Linked DNA regions of Canis lupus: region 2 is linked to region 1. Evidence: chromatin contacts called from public Hi-C data. All regions are on one chromosome and are shown on one strand. Each heading gives the region's core, a stretch centred on a gene start, on an enhancer-like site or on the middle of the called end of the contact. The rest is flanking DNA. Distances are from core to core; before and after follow the strand shown. Region 1 holds the start of RHPN1 (rhophilin-1). Region 2 holds the start of GSDMD (gasdermin-D).

The links. Hi-C and Micro-C count contacts between places; a contact is called where the count stands out from the background.
Region 2: a contact with region 1 is called in a Hi-C map of blood, with 3 times the contacts expected there. The contact joins the promoter of GSDMD here to the promoter of RHPN1 in region 1. A contact is called at or near these places in 3 of 9 Hi-C or Micro-C datasets (amygdala and blood).

Annotation. Positions count from the first base shown.
Region 1 is chr13:37,819,111-37,821,813 of UU_Cfam_GSD_1.0, forward strand. It overlaps RHPN1 (rhophilin-1), which reads left to right and starts at 1,397. Exons shown (of 15, transcript XM_038555732.1): 1 at 1,397-1,613.
Region 2 is chr13:37,964,528-37,967,230 of UU_Cfam_GSD_1.0, forward strand. GSDMD (gasdermin-D) reads left to right here and starts at 1,357. Exons shown (of 11, transcript XM_038555742.1): 1 at 1,357-1,580.

The sequences.
Region 1 (2,703 bases), core at 147-2,646:
CTGCCACACACTCTGAATGGTGGTCTGGGGACAAATCATAAACATCTCACTCCCCGTAGACACAACTGTGTCCCAATCCCATGTGGTCAGAGGCCAATCCTCCTTGATCTGTCCGTCTCTTTTTTCACTGACGGGCCCCCAAGGATTTGTCATCTTTGTTTTTTCCCAAATGCTCAGCTTTTTTGCTATATGACTGATGTCAACTTTTAATCTTTAGTAATTTCCTCTTTGTATTTTCTTTTGATTTGGTGAATTGATGTCATATATACACACATATACACATTTATGTATATACACACACACCTGTGTATAGGCAGTAAAGTTACCTAGGTTTGCAGAATTTCCTTTGGTCTATTCCATACATTTTATATAATGTCATTTACCGTCTAGTCACATTTTAGGTAACATGCAGTTGTGTTGTAACTTTCTTTCAATTCAAACCTTTTTTAGAAATATCTCCTTGGGGCACCTGGGTGGCTCAGTGGTTGAGCATCTGCCTTCTGCTCAGGTCGTGATCCCGGGGTTCTGGGATCAAGTCCCACATCATGTTCCCCCTGGGGAGGCTGCTTCTCCCTTTGTCTGTGTCTCTGCCTCTCTCTCCATGTTGCTCATGAATAAATAAGTAGATAAACTATTAAAAAAAACAAAAGATCTCCTCACTTAGAATGGTTATGTTTTCCATTGGATGTTTTTTATTGCCATCTTCTAAACATTTACTTTCTAAAAACAAGCTTTGGAGTTGCTTTATTGTTGGAGGAGCACAGTTTCACCAACCACATAGTTCTGCAAGAACTGCTTAGCGAAACAGCAGCATCCCCCTGCGCCCCGCTGCCCCTCCCCAGGTACAACCCCTGTGACTCCTGGAGTTGGTGAGTTGGGACTGAGTCCCACAATTCTGAACAACATGCTTCTGCAGCGCTGTTTCTTAATTGTGGCTTCTCATTGACTTAGGCTCAGGAGGATGAAGTGTCAGCATCTCTCCCCTCCACCGTGCCCTGTCTTCCTCCCCCTTCACCTCTCCCCTCCTCCTAATAGACTCAAGTTCTAATTGCCCTGGGGTCAAGATGCCAGGAGGATGTCTGATTACATTATTAAGGCAATGGAAAGGAATGCACAGCTGACTCAGGTAGTATTTTGTGATTACTTTTTATTTTCCTCCTAGTCGTCACTGTCTTATTTTGTTGCTATTGTTGTGTCAGATGGCCAGGGCCGGCCAAGCAGCTTAGTGTGCAGGGCTTAGCCTGCGAGCCCGCGTGCGGGGGCGGGAGAGGAGCCCGGGGGCGCAGCCCTGCAGGACCCAGCCGATGGGTAGGTTGGAAAGCCTGCCCCGTCAGAGGGCCTTATGACCACTGCTTACTGCTTGTGCCCTGGTGTTTCTGCCCTACAAAAGGCGTGCCGTTAGGTGGGGCGAGCCTCACAGACAATCTGCGTGTGTTCCGGGGCCACCAGGGCCTCAGGGAAGTTATGGAGTGACATTGCTGGGACAACCCTGCAGGGAGCGCAGGCTCTGGACATAGTCTGATCCTGGAAGCAGGCCAGTTCTGCAGGCCGGGCTGGTCCTGGAGGCCAAGTTGGTTCTAGAAGGTGTTTGCGGAAGACAATTCTACAAGCAGGTTGCCGGGTCGGGTTCCAGGGAGGGGTTCGAAGGAAGGTTCTGGAAGCGGGTTCTGCCGCCGTGACAGCGGACCGAGCCGGCGTCTGCGAGCGAGCGGAGAGGAAGGATCCGCACCAGCTCTAACACCGCCGTTATATTTCCCTGGGGCGGGACCAAACCGCGCGTGCAAGCTCGTGCATTCTCGAGAAAGCACAGTGCAAGCCGGTGGAGCGGCTCCGGAGGCCGAGCAGAGGCGCCGGGCAGGGGCGCCGGGCAGGGCGGGCCGGCTGAGTTTAGGAGTTGTCTTTTTTCCTCTTACTCTAACTTTTCCGCACGCTGAGAGGACGCTGCGGCGCATGCGCAGTCCACGCCCCGCGGGGCGACGGGCAGGGCGGTTGTCAGGGGCGACCGCATTCTCCCGGGACTCCGCGCCCGCGCGGGCGGGGACAGGCCGAGCGGGCCCGCCTCCCTCGCGCTCTGATTGGCTGAGGCCGCTGCTCGTTGGCGTCGTCGCGGCCGCCGATTGGGCAAAGGCAAGTTCGCACGCTCGGCTCGGGGCCACGCCCCCCCCCGCCGGCCCGCGCCAGCCACCCGGGAGGGGAGGACGCTTGGGGACTCCGCGCGGCCCCGGGAGGGACCTGCGCGAGCCTCGGCCTCCAGGCGGGCGCGGCCCGGGCGGTGGGCGGCGATGATCCCCGAGGAGAGGCCGGGCGGCCCGGGCGCCGGCGAGGACAGCACGAGGCTGCAGGCAGCAGGCAGCGTTCGAAAGGTGGGCGCGTCCGCGGGGCCGGGGGCCGGAGTGGGGGTCGGGGACCCCAGCCCACCTTGGCTGCCACCTGCCGCCGGCGGGCGCGGGGCTGCGGGGTCGGCGCGGCTTCTCAGGTCTGTGCGCTGCAAGACTTGTGGCAGCCTCCCCCCACCCCCCGCCCTCCCTCCGGAGGCTGCCCTCCGGGGAAACTGAGGCACGGCGCACAGGCCGGGCCCGCCCGCCTGCCTGCGCTGGGCGCCCCTCATCCCGTCCGGGGCACAGCCTGTGCGGCTCAGCAGAGCTCAGCGCCTCTCCGCCGCTCGGGGACGCCGCGGCCCCGCTCGGCAGGTGTTGGGCTCGG
Region 2 (2,703 bases), core at 107-2,606, 150 kb after region 1:
CGCTAAAAAGCATGACCCTCAGACTCTTAGCCAGGTCCAGTCTGGAAGAAAGGTGTTGGGGTCTACTGTGCCCTAAAGCACGGCGTTTCCACAATATGCTCAGGGACAACCCACATGCCTGGACCTAAGCAAACCTCAAGTGGGGCCCGCCAGTAACCACTCCCCTCCTGCCCCAGCGATACCTGGATTCAGGCAGTGAGCGCTCCTCCCAGCTGGGGCAGTGAAGTAAGGCCCAGAAAACCAGGAGCGTGAGCAAGGGGGCTGCTTTCTCCTGCAGAGGTCCCATTGGGGCGGGATAGGGTCCTGCGGCCCCCACTGCAGCAGGCAGAAAGCCCAGCAAACCAGACAGATCACTGCAGGGCCCAGTGCAGGGGCCTTCCTGCTGCCCTTGCCCCCAGACCCCTGGGTGCCCCTGAGCCGCCCCTGAGACCAGCCCGCCCTGCTCTGCAGCTGACCCCGCCGCCCTGAGATCCGCACAACATTGACTGAGCGACTGCTGGCCAGGTCATTGCAGTTGTGCCCCAAGGCCCATAGCTACTGACCCCCTGGGTGGCCGTGGGGATGGAGCGGGAGGGATGCCAGGGTGAGGGGGGACTTAATTCTCAGAAGACTTCTGGGACTTCGTCTGCACTCAGCACTCTCTTGGCCCTGGGCCGCCGCCACAGGGAAGTCTCTAATCCTGACTGATTTTTGGAGCGAGGGACCCCAGTAGCCCAGGGGGCGCGACAGAGACGTGAGCACAGGGCAGAAGCAGTGATGGGGGCTGGTGGGGAGGCTGCGGAGGGCGTGGGCGCGGACTTCCAGGAATGCCCCTGTAACGGTCGCCACCGGCTGTAGCCGGCCCTGGGCTGCTTGTGCTGGGGGTGCTGGGGCCTGCCCTGTGTGCTCCCAACGCTCGGGCCGGGGTACCTGGGGCGGTGCCCTCCACCTAGTGCTCTGGGTTACCCCCAGGCCCCGCACACAGCCCGAGGTGCCCGCGGCCTCCCCGTCTGGGGTCACAACCTGCCATCCCCGTAGACCCCCAGGGCCTTGGCCAGGGCAGCCTCACCTGTGATCATGTGACATAGGGTGGGCTTGAGGAGGACATAGTGTCGCCCTGGAGTTCCTGGCCCTCAAAGTGTCCAGCTGGCCACACTTCCCCTCTTGAATGGGAGCCAGGGAGGGGACAGGGCACAGAGGCAGCCCCTCCCACCTCTTGTCCCCACAGGCCGTGCCAGGGCTGACCTCTGTCCTCGCAGGAAGCCAGGAGCCTGGGAGATAGACACGCAGCGGGCTGGGCTTGGCCAGTGCCTCGTATTTTGGTTATTGGCAGAAACTGAAACCGAAAGAGGAATTGCGGCAGCCTTGCCCCGGCCCCCACCCCCCCCCCCCCCCCCCCCGTCAGGGCTGTGGCAGGGCCCTGCACAGCAGCCTGCCCACGGATGCCCGCCAGCTCCTCCACCTCGGACCCAGGGCCCCGGGGGCGGCCGCGCGGGAGCAGGGGAAGCAGCAGACTGTGCCTGAGGAGACAGGCCCCAGGCGGGACAGCCTCCCAGCATCAGCAGCCGCGGCCCGGCCTTGGCCTCGCGGCCTCCACACAGGTATGCACACGACACATGTGTACAGGCACACATGTGTGCAAGCGCAAATAGCGCACACAGCAAACGCGTGAGCACACACGGGCTCCCCGCTCAGGCTCTTGGAGCCTCCTGCTCCTGGCAGCAGTGGCCTCCAGGGGCGGGCCTGCAGCTGCGGCCACCACAAGCACCCACCGCCCCCGAGGGGCAGCCGGCCGAGCCTCGCCCCGTGCGGCCTCCAGGGTGTCAGGGCTGGGAGCGCGGGAGGGGGAGCCCGCGGGGCTCCCGCTGGCTGTCCTGCCCTGGCCGTGACTGTCGCTGCCCAGCACCAGTGGGACGACAGCCTGGATGTTGAAAACCTGACTCCAGGGCGGCCCGGGTGGCTCAGCGGTTTAGCAACGCAGTCAGCCGGGGGCGTGATCCTGGGGTCCCGGATAGAGTCCCACCTCGGGCTCCCCACAAGGAGGCTGCTTCTCCCTCTGCCTCGGTCTCTGCCTCTCTCTCTCTCTCTCTCTCTCTCTCACACACACATAAATAAATAAATAAAATCTTAAAGAAAAAAAAAAAAAACTCCTGACTGCAGGTTTTCTCAGCAACAGCTGTATGGACGAGCGGTCCACACGGCATACGACTCGCTTCAGTGCGTCTGGAGTCGTGACAGCAGCGCCACGGCCGACCTCAGAGCCTTTCGTCTCCTCAAAAGAAACGGGGTACCTACGGGCTGTCCCCCCACCCCCACCGGCGCCCAGGCCGCTCTCGCTGACCCTCTGAACGTTTTCTTTGCAGAAACGTCGACGGACCCGAGCGAGCGTAGGAAGGAAACCTCAGAAGGGCTGCAGCTGGAGGCGAGGCCCTGGGGCTGGGTGGCTGGGCGGGAGGAGGCGCCCCCCCCCCCCCCCCCCGTTGCGGGCTGGGGTGTTTCCGGGAGTGGTTGCTGGCGTCAAGAGGCCAAAGTTTCACTTTCGGTCCGGGCGCTGGCTACGCTTGCTTGGAGGCTCCTCAGCAGAGCAGCGCCGCCCTGGTCTTGGGGCGGACTTGCTTCCCGTCGCGGGCCTGGAGCCGGGGGTGACAGTCACAGTGAGCTGCTCCCTGTGCCCAGTACGTTCCCTCTACCTGGTCCGGGGGGGGGGGGGCGGGTGGCTCGCGC